Regions from separate parts of the Zea mays genome. Here region 2 is linked to region 1. Evidence: chromatin contacts called from public Hi-C data. All regions are on one chromosome and are shown on one strand. The core of a region is the stretch at or near the end of the contact, and the rest is flanking DNA. Distances in the headings are between cores, read along the strand shown.

Region 1 (5,596 bases), core at 1,659-4,158:
ATGTAGCACCAGCTCTAATCACCGTGTGTCCGCTTCGAGCTGCCTTAACTCAGCACCATAAGATAATTTAGTCAATTTTCACAACAATATTTGCCAAAGTATCTCTTTTAATATCAGATAGCTTACAGGGATATCACCCTTGGCTTCAATAAGTGACCAAAGCTCTGTTTCTGTATTGAAAGTCCATACTGCACCACAGATGGAATGATTAAGCATTATATGGTTGCGGAAGACATGACCTAGTTTGTAAAATGTTTTGGAGAATCATGTAGCATCTGCAAACCTGATAAATGATCAGAAGCAGGCTCAGTTTTACCTCCGACAAGGATGACACTATTTCCCCAAGGAACCTGTACATCACACATGTATAAATATTTTTCCAGGAGTAAAGCAGTGCATACAAAAAGGCCATCATCATGAACAATCATTGCCTTCTTTGAATGATAGATCATTGACTTATAATACTTTGAGTTTTGGATGATGTCAAAGTGCAAATAGGTTAAACATAGTGTCCAGCATACAATTTTCCACAATAGCATAACATAACCGGCTTCAAGTAAGAAAACATTGATCGAGTATGTGAAATTCATACCAAAACATCCAAAGGACAAGCAGCAATCTAACTGAAAAAGGTGTAGCAGTAAATTTTGTTACTGAAAGAATGATCATATCAGTAACTTAGGTTTTGAGAACCACTAGACAGCAGTGATTTACAAGAGCTATACCAGGCAATGACCTTTGCAGGCTGGCAACTTCATCGAACATCCGTTTGGTGATGGGCAAACTTTAGGAGGCGCAGAATCCCAAGTAAGCTTCTCTAGATTCAATATCTAATCAATATGTTAAGTGAAGCCATAAGATTATTTGATAATAACATGGTACCACTCAGTGCGGAGTTCATACATCCAAACAACATATATAAGGAAAAAGAAGACTCCATACCTTTGTGTCATCTAATAAGCGATTACCAGAATCACCACCAAACACTACCATCTTGCTACTTACAATGGCTGCTGCATGCTGTTTGACCAAGGTTGAATATGTGTTAAGTAAATACCTATTTTTTTCAAGATATGCAAACTTAGTTCTAGTTATTATATTTTCAGTGGCTTACATAGAAACGAGGAATAGGTTTGTCTCCCTCTGTGGACAGCACAGTCCAATTTTCTGAAATATCGAAAGTGCGTCCTTGGGGATCAAACGTATCGGACGAGCAACGGTAGGAAAGATCATCTGCGTGGCCACTTACTGACGTCATAGTCGCGTCATTCCCCTGAAAAGAACAAAAAAAGTCAGGAGCTAAAGCATCCAGTTGTGGCCAAAATACAACAAGGTCAATATAGATGCAATTTCTTCAGTCACAGGCAGGCTCACATTGGGCAGACTGAGGTGTTTACTGGGACCAACAGAACTCCTGGAGCTGTTCAAAGGATCACTTGGGTCACCCTTCGACCTGAAAAAGAAAAGCAAAAAAAAAAACTCAAGACAATGGATAAAGCAGTCAAAGCAAATGTGGAAATAGGATTAGCATAAAATTGAATGCAATGCCGACCGAGCTTCATGAAGCCGTATGACTTCATCAATTTACAATGTATCCCATCAGTTTTATGAACAGTGCTACTGTGTCCATAGATGTTTGGTAGTCAGTAAAAGGAAAAAAAATCTCTGAAGAAAATCTCCAAGTCTGATATGTACTGGAAGAAAAGTGCTAATTTAACTGCCAAAACTCAAAAGATGCACAACTACACAAGAGATCAAATTTCACGCTAGCAAGCTCCCCTTGTCATCATCACACAGCAGGCACCGATCTTCTTCTTTTTTTAAAAAAGAGTGGGGAAAAACATCACATGATGAAATCAAGGAACTGTGCATAACATTCACCTTCCAAGTTTCACCCGGCGCCGCGAGAAACCAAACATATTCAGGACTGCGCGGTCTCTCCAGCTGCGTTCAGCTCAGAAATTTGAAGCGAACCGCTGGGCAGGACATGAGCCTATGCCACCTGCAAACAAGTCAAGTCAATGCAATAATCAGTTGGGAAGAAGGTACAGAGGGGTTGGTGGAGAGATGGAATCGTGGCGGAAAATAGGGGACTGATGAGAGAGACCAAGAAGCGCAGACAAATGCAGGGATAGGATTTTCGCCCCCCAAAACGCCACCGCCATCTAGTGGTTGGTTTGGGATTTGGAGGAAGAACAAGAAACCACAAAAGCGGAGGAAAAGCTCAATCATGAGGGCATGTGCTATAATCATCGAGGGGGGGAAATGAAGATCTTGTTTGTGAGGTTAGCGACGCATTCGCGTTGTTTTTGGATTCCAAGAAGCAGCATTCCCAACAAGACAAAATCCCAGGCGTGCAGTAGAAAGAATTCAGAGAAAATGGTGACTCTTTCCCCCCACATTATGTTAGAATAAAACGGTTCCCTAGAAATTCGTTTCCGGGACCATACGGATCGCAGAACCGGCAACCATCAGAAACGCCGAGAGAAACTAGAAAAGAAATCAGGAACGATCCTGCGAGAAAGAAGAGCACTACCTCTTGCAGTCTTGGGCTGGGTTTGCGGTACGGTGCAGGAGCACAGCACTGGGGCAGATGAGCCGCAGCCAGAATCAGCAGCGAAAACGATGGTCGCCACCCTCTTTTTCACCTAATCAGGATTCAGCGCTGCCCCGCGACTGCTCTTGGCTGGCAACGGCGGCGTGGGCCGAGGTGTGTGTGAGAGAAGCACCTGCTCTCCAGCTGTGTGATGTGTCTGTGTGCGTGGGAGGGAGAGAGACAGGACAAAGGGGGAGGGTGGATGGATGCAGAAAGAAGGGTCGCGGAAAGGGTAGTGTGTGTGATCTGCAACTGCAACAGCGGCGGCGGCGGCAGCAGGCTGCCTTTTCGTCCTCTTCGGCTTCGGCCCGGGGATGAGGATGATTCAGCAAGCTTGTCAACCGTAGCTTCTCTCTCCTGCTGTTTACTGATTTACTCCAGTCGTCATCCCATGTGGAATCAATGCATTTGCAACGTTTATCGTTTGTTGATTGCAGTCAATGCCACCAATAAATTATTCTTATAAATATAAATAACATATAAATAGTGACTATGACGAAAAAAGAGTTTGCTTTCAGTCCATTGCAATTTGATCTCCATTTCGGATGCCCTTAACAAGTTCATTCAAAATTGTATTATTTCCCGTGAAATTTCAGCAAACTCCCTGCATTTCCTTATGTATATGTAAGTATATATTGTGGTCCATGTTATTTTGCCTTGTCATCTTCTTGACACTTAGGCATAGGTCCAGGACCTCATACTAATAAGTACAGTTAACGGTCCATTTCTCAGTCATTATAAGCACATTCTGCACAAGATAATCTTGTTTATCTGAAACTTTTTGGGTTCCCCCTGTCAGCGACCGGCCAGCAGCCGCAATCAATCCTCAATACGTACGCTTCTGACGGAAACAATTATACTAATTGTGACTGCCTTTAAGAAATTACTGAATCACCGCTTAGAATATGATTGAATCTTTTTCTCTAAACTTTCGTGCTCACATTTGGGCTTTAAATCTCTAATATGAAATAGGCTAAAGTTTAGAGCTAACTTTAGACCACTTGTTTGGAGTTTTAGCTCTAAAATTTAGATGCGAAATTCAAAGAGACTTATTACTACAATTGTAAAAAATAAATATAATTCTAGATTTGGATTGAATAGACTTATTAATGTTTGAATAAATTTACAAAGAAAATGTTTTTAACATTTATGACTAGCAAATACATATATTATTAAATTCTCTAAATTTTATGATTAATTTAATGATACTTATTATATATGGTATTTACAAATTTGGTCGAAATATAAGATAGTTTGACTATTAAAAAATAAAAATGGTGTTTTCCTTGGACACACAGGAGTGGTATTTATGAAAATGACATCAAGGTCCTCCACTATCGTGTTCTTTCTTTTAAGACGACTGTTATTAATGCTAATTGTTTGGTGAACAAATCATATCTTAATTACTCATCACCTTCAAAGACGTAGGAGTTGAAGAAGTAATGCCCCGTTTGGGAGAGCTCCACTTCCTGATTCTTTAATTTTGCTCCTTAATTCTCCGATGGAGTGATTCCAGTGGATTTCTAGGAGGGAGCATGGTTGGGAGTTGATGAGAATTAATTCTATTCCGATCCCCATCATAATATAACACAGAGCAGGGTGAAGCATGTACCGCCTCTGGTGGCCAGAAGAAAGGGCCGAAGTTGGCCGCCCGATCCCCATCGTTCACCCCGAATCCAATGGTCCGATTTTAATTAACCCGAGCCTAATCCTAATTGTCCGCCCGAGATCTGACGGCCCAGCCAACGTGCCCGCACCCACGTCCCTGGCCCTGGGCTCGGCCTATCAGCCGTCCGAGCCCCGCACCTCGGCCAATGCGAGAATCTCCGACGTCTAACCCCCATCTCCCTTTCTTATCTATGCTCAGTGCAACTGTGCCCGCCCTAGCGTGGTCGATCCCACCCCCTTGGTGGCCGAGCCCTATGAGGCCAACCCCTAGCGCGCGCGGCTCACGTCCCGGCGTGGCCAGCCCTCGTGCCCTAACGTGACCGAGCTGCCTAGCTTGGTCCCGGCGATGCCCCTTAGCCCTGGTCGTTCGTCTACCCTCGCCATACCTCGCTCTGTCGTTTGTCGTCTCGCGGATGTCGAACCGCTCACGTATAGCAGCCACGAACCATGCTCTTGTAGCCCGCCCTCGTTTTTCGTGTACGCGCAGCATGCCATCGGAACTCCGATGACGTCTGTCTATCCCTAGATGTCCCCATCTACCCCCTTGTGTGCACTGTTCTACGCGTGCCACTCATGTCGTTTCCATGTGTCGCGTGCGTTGTTGCACGCTAGTGGTTCGCTTCGCCTAGAATCGTTTGTGCCCGCTCTGAGTGGCGTATGTAAACAATGATTATTCACGTGATCAATTAGTCGGAACTACATGCTAAATCTATTTATGCATATGATAATTATTGGTTAATATGATTATGTCTGTTGGGGACTTGTTCTCAAATGCTAAGAGTTAAGAACAAGGCAACATAAAAAGTGTTAAATGTTAAAGTCCTTCGTCCTTCGAAGCATTATCTCTCTTCGGATATAATGAATTCGGACGAAGGTTATGAAGGACTAACCTTCATAAGCACAATAAATGATGAAGAAGGGTTCATATACAAAATATGGAAAATAACATAAACACTTTAAACATTATTATCAACTTATTTTTATTTGTGTTACTATATCAACAATAACAAATTATAAATGTACCTTCGGCTCGAAGGAAAGTAGGGGTACAAGCGTGACGCGAAAGCGAATGCCAAGTCAGCGTGAACAGTACGGGGATACTATTCACCTATTTATAGGCACGGGTCGCAGCCTATGCAAAATTACATCCAGGCCCTTTGCTTTTGACAATAACTCTATAGTAATCTATCTGGGTCTAAATAGTCTTTTCCTCTTTAAGTCGGTTTCCTCTTTTCTGCCATCATGCCGAAGCTCCCTTGCGCACAGCTTCAGCTTTGTTCCATCCTTCGTATTCTTTCCGTGCTTCTTCATACTGTGGGTTCTAGTTCGAAG
Region 2 (5,596 bases), core at 1,043-3,542, 590 kb after region 1:
TCAACCCCAACGGCTCCTGCATAATCTCTCAGTCTGCATATTGCAAATGGGACGGGTTCGAAGCTATGGTCACCATATTCAACAGGAGTAGAATGGTCTCCAGTGACACACAGAAAGTACTGGTAGTGTCCGGCATTTTCAGCTTCCCAAAGAAGCCTTGCAAGCTGACCAAAAGCTCGATCAACAGCTTCTAGACCCCGTACCTTTAACTTGACAGCCTTATCATGACCAGCATCATCAATGGCCTGCAGTGACATTACAAGAGCTATCAGAATCACACTCAGTATTAGTAAAAAGAATCTGAATATGCATTTTACCTTTATGTGCAGGAACCCAAAGTCATATCCATTTTCTTTTCCAGCTTTGTATTCATCCTCTCCAGGCACAAAAACACGAGGTGGTGTACCCATAGGGGAAGATAATGCCTTGGCTATAGCTTTAGCTTTAGAAGTTAAGAGAGTACGGTAATCTCCAGTTGCTCCAGGTGCTTCAAGGATATCAATCCCCAGTGACAACCCCAAGCCAGCTATGATCTTAGTAGGAGCAACCATGCAAGGTGCAAGTCCATGCTTGGTTTCAAAGGCAGGCACCTAACAAAGCCACATGAAACTTCATTAAAAATGAAGCTTTAGAAGTATCAAATTCAGTAGGGTAAATGCAGGCCATACCTTACGAAGCATGCCAAATCCAGAGAATGCATTTGTGAAAGTTCTTGAAAGTCAAAACTAATCTTTCATATTGCTACTGCAGTATCATATAGGTCTACTATCAAAATTTTCACACTAACCTCAATCCGAATACCACAGCCTCGCAACAGCACAACGTTTGCGATGTTCTTCCCCTCAGCTGCACGCTGTGCATTGATGGGGTGAGAAACCAGTATGTGCGTTATCTCTTTAGAAAGCTCATTGATCACAGCTGCACTGTTTTTAGCTTCTTGCGAGTCATCCAACGGTTCAGCCTTCAGATGCAAGCGGTTGTCCTTCAAGGGATCGGTTCCAGAAATGTTCCCACTCAGCTTTGGTCCTTTGACAACCACACCACATCTGTGCTCAGTAGCATATCTGCAGATAAAATGTGCGAATTACAGCAGCAACTAGACATCATGATCATACATGCTTGAAACAATGATGACGTTTAAGTGCTGCACCTTACTCTAATTTCATATTCAGGAAATGACGGAAGCCTCATCCCATCCAACGCCGCACAGAGGATAGGGCCTTCCTCTTCAAAATGCCGATCCGCCCTCCTGCTGATGATAACTCCAGTGCTCTCATCCAGTGTAGCGAAGTTTGACTGCAAGCGAATTGTGCATACAATTTAGTGGTAAAACACATTCATCAGTTGATACACATGCTATCGTAAAACATTAAATTTTGTCAAGGACAAAGAAGGAAAAACATAGGATGAAATAGGCTTCTTTCCACAGTCCACACTATTGCCACCCAAATTCAATGGCCCAAGAAATTGATAAGTAGAGCTAGAGCCCAAGATCCAACAGAAAAGGTGGTCAAATTTAGTTACTGCATGCACATTCTTGAATGTTCCGAACTACTGCTCGACTTCTAACGAAACTGAGCTCCAATTTAACACAGCAAAACAAAACAGTCAATGATCTGAACAATTACTGCTGGCTATATAAGTGACAACAGAAGAAATCAGGTTTAGCAACAGAACATGCAGAGCAAGAATACACTATGATCTGAACTACCACTAACTTATATGAGGAATCTGAAGAAACCAAAGCTACTCGAGCTGCAATTTTGTCTCCAAGTACGGGGTTGCCACCTTGAAGGCGATGTCGCCGGGCGCCATGGCGAGCCCGGCGCCCATGGACTCGAACGCGCCGCGGCCGCGGTAGTACACCCGAGGGTCGTACCCGAGGAGCGATAGGTGCGCCGTATCGCTGCCGCAGGCGAGCCCCGGCTCCACGGGGTCCATGAGCCCGGTCACCCCGACCGCCGCCACCGCGTCCAGCCGCGGCGTGCACGCCGCCTCCAGTGGCGTACGCCCGCCCAGCGACGGAACGCTCACGTCCCCGATCCCGTCCACCAGCACGAACGCCACGCGGCTCCGCCTCGGACCTCTCCCCTCCGCGCCTGCCATCGCCGTCTCCGCAGCCGCCGCAAAGGCCCCTCGCCTCTCTCAATTTCAGCTCTCTGCTGCTGCTTACGAGATGCCTCTGCCGCGTGCTGGTTCAGCCGCGGGTCGGGCCCGGGCACAGGGTTCACGGGCCGGTTTGGTCACTACAAGAACCGGGCGAGCCCGAGGCCCGGCCCCCAAATCTGCAACGCTTGGCGCTCGCTCGGCTCCGCCCTCCGCCCCCCTGCTCCGTCCGATCGCCGCGCCCCCTCGCCGCCGGTGATCGCTGGGGAGCCGACGAGGCCGGACGCCGGAGGTTCTCGCTCCCTCCTCTGTGTCTCCCTTCCTCCCGCGCGTCCCGCCTGCTCGTCGCGTGGCCTCCTGCTCGGGGCTTCCTCTCGCCGCGGAATTTGGCATGTGACGTGGGGCGAGGCCAACGAGGCGCAGCCGGCGGCGGCGTGGGGTTGATTGGTTAACTGGATTTCGAGATTGTTTTGTCTGGATTTTTTTCCGAGGGAAGCGCGCGCTCCAGGTGAGACACTTGTAAACATAATTTTCGGTGTTTTTCCCGTCGGTGTCTGTCATTATTCGATCTAATTTTTTGGGCCAGTGGGAATCTGCTGTCGAGGTGCTGATTTGTGGAATCTTTGCAATGCCTCTAGACCTTTTTCCCCATTTTTTTGGTTAGGAATGTGAAGTCTATTCAGAAATGTTTTTTCATGTTATAGTGGACATAGGGTGTGTTTGCCTAATGGTAAATGGTAGCATTTGTTTGTGACGGTGGATTACTGGTTAGTAATGTGCACAGCATTGTTTTTTTTAACTCTAAAATATAACTGGTTTTGAATTCGGGGACGCTCCGTAGTGTATGGGTAATACTAATATCACAACTTGCAGTACCAATGCTATGTCAGATTTGTGCTGTTTAATTTGTGGTAATACAAATGCTGGAGTTTAGAATGTGGTGGTTGAACAGCCATTGTTTCAGCAGTTGTTTAGGTACTTTACTGGTTTCGCTTTCAAGGCTTGAAGAGATTGAATTGAGGGCCTGATGTGCCATTCAAAATAAACATTTATAATCACTGGGTCACAAGTGGGCCCAGAGCACAGGTCTTTTCTGGGGCAGGTCACATATTTCATTATGATGTTGAGGAACTGTAGTATTCTGTAGTGTCAAGCTGTAACATTTGTGTGCAGCTATGCTTGACTGCTTGTTATTTGAGTTTTGGGGTTAGGTTACATTCAAATTTGCATGGATTATTTTAATTTTGCAATTTGTGTGCACATGATTATCAATTTGTGTTGCAGCTGCATGGAGTTTATGTTGATGGTTGCTCGTTTGTCGTGGCAAATGCTCGAAAGAATATTGCTGCATGGTCTTCTCCAAACCTCACAGTAGGGTATCATTGGGATCAATCATTAAAACCTTAATGGGCAGAGATAGTTATATTCATGCAGGCTGTTATTTGGTGGGTGTTTGGTTTGAAGAGTCAATCTATTCTAGATGATGTAGTGCTGGTGCATCATGAGTCCATTCCACAAATTTAGTTCATTTCACAAATTTGGTGGAATGAACACATTACTCATATTATTACTAATTATTAGCCTATGTGGAATGAAATAGTGATGGATCAACTCATTCCATTCCACAAACCAAACAAAAAAGTGATGAGTGAGAAAATGATAGACTACATCATTCGATCATTCCTCGAACCAACACGCTATTAGTCTCTCTCCTCCCCTTATATTGTATTATGAGGCCTTATGATTTTTTTAATCATAATGTATCTTTCTTTTCACAGAACATAAGGTCCTAATTGGTTTGGTTTTAGATGCATCTGCTTTCAATAGTCAAAATGAGAGGCCGCTCTCAAAACAGAAAAAAGAGAGATGCAATTGACATTGGCTGTAATAATAAAGCCATATGGGTAGAGATTTTTGGTTGACATTTTAGCAATTGCATGTTTGCAAAGAATTTTGGTAGCTATGTCATTTCCATTCTGTATTATGTGATAACAATTAGGCCTGGCAATAATGTAACTTAGATCCTACTACTATAGATGTTTTGATTATATGTCACTTATGCCATGTAACACAGGTGACTGCATTGTAGGTTCATTTCCAAAATGGTTTGCATGGTGGGGAATTTTAAAATGTCTTCTGTGTTGAAGCTTGTAATGATGGAAAATCACGCAACACCAGGTAAAGTATAGTTAAGATTTTAACCTCTTTTGACTTTCCATTTAGCCTGTGACTTTCATGGATAATACTTTAATAGAGGCTTTGAGACCTGTGTCCAGAGTAAATAAAGAGAAAATTATATTGCACAGTTGTCAGTTAGGATGGAAATTTGATATCCATCAATAAAATTGATAAATTATAGAATGGTGCACCTTATCTTTTATTTTACTAGAACACAGTGCAACTTCTATATATTCTTATTTGTAACTTGGATATGTTGCAAAAATAATAAATATTACTAGATCCTTGCAAAGAGAAGGAGAAATAATAAAATCTAGAAAAGAATAATACAATACAAGGGAGCTTTGAAATGAAATATTATTTATATACAAACCTTCTATGGATTGAAAAGACCGTTTAATCTGTTACTGGATTTCATTATATTTGATTCAGCTCCTCAGTGCAGGTATGTACTGTTTTCAGTATCATGTTTATTTTATGTTCTGAAGTAGAAATGCCTTTGTAGGGCCATAAATACTTTGTCTTTTACTGCTTTCAGGTTTCTGGATTTGTTTTTACCAAGGTTCAAGAAAACCTAGGCGCTAGTCACACGTTATCCTACTGACTAGCGTCTAGGAAGATTAAACGTAGATTAAGCGTGATTAATCGTTTGTTTTTTAATTTTTGTGCTGCAGAAAGCAAGATCAGCAGTGAGTAACTAAGTACTAAGTAATAATAACACAACTACTAAGTAGTGATACTAGTGAACCTACCTTTTACTGTTCCGCACATTTATTTTTTACATAAGTTGCTTTCCTCCTTGGCTTCTTGCAAGTTGCTTCCAACAGCAGCTGATCATCAAAGAGAGACAAGTTAATAATCTGAAAACTATACAATCAGATAATTTGGAAAGAGTAGAAACTCATCTGAGGGGCAGCTCAATATTGTACATGCACAGCCAAGCTTGCAAACAACAGGGCAACATCACAAGTCAAAGGATCACAAGAAATACAGAAAACACTCACAGTTCATCACATGCCTTAATGGTCCACAAATTAAATAGCAGTACAGCACACAATAATTGTTTTATGGTCCACACACATTAGGATAAGTAAATAACTAGATATTAACTACACGGCGCCTAGCGCGTGCACACCGTGTCTAGGCGCGCCCAGCGCCTAATACTGCGCCTAGTCCATAAACGAGACACTAGACCTTCGTTAGCGTTTAATCGAGATTAATCTCCGTTTAATTGTGTTTTTTCGAACCTTGGTTTTTACAAAATGTTGATAATGTGGCCTGTATAGTGCAATATCAATGTTCTTATTAATCC

What was found. A called contact is a pair of places that touch in the nucleus more often than the background predicts.
Region 2: a Hi-C map of bundle sheath shows a contact between it and region 1, with 4 times the contacts expected there. The contact joins the promoter of LOC100277005 here to the promoter of LOC100279856 in region 1. A contact is called at or near these places in 4 of 25 Hi-C or Micro-C datasets (bundle sheath, ear, endosperm and 1 more).

Annotation. Positions count from the first base shown.
Region 1 is chr10:25,310,121-25,315,716 of Zm-B73-REFERENCE-NAM-5.0, forward strand. It overlaps LOC100279856, which reads right to left and starts at 2,909. Exons shown (of 17, transcript NM_001152809.1): 1 at 2,537-2,909; 2 at 1,882-2,002; 3 at 1,375-1,453; 4 at 1,115-1,273; 5 at 943-1,020; 6 at 726-830; 7 at 284-350; 8 at 127-188; 9 at 1-43. The coding sequence starts at 1,919.
Region 2 is chr10:25,904,321-25,909,916 of Zm-B73-REFERENCE-NAM-5.0, forward strand. LOC100277005 reads left to right here and starts at 2,293. Exons shown (of 13, transcript NM_001150680.2): 1 at 2,293-2,614; 2 at 4,196-4,284. The coding sequence starts at 4,209. LOC103640966 (Cofactor-independent phosphoglycerate mutase) reads right to left here and starts at 2,594. Exons shown (of 5, transcript XM_008664400.4): 1 at 1,789-2,594; 2 at 1,151-1,296; 3 at 788-1,064; 4 at 318-590; 5 at 1-245. The coding sequence starts at 2,106.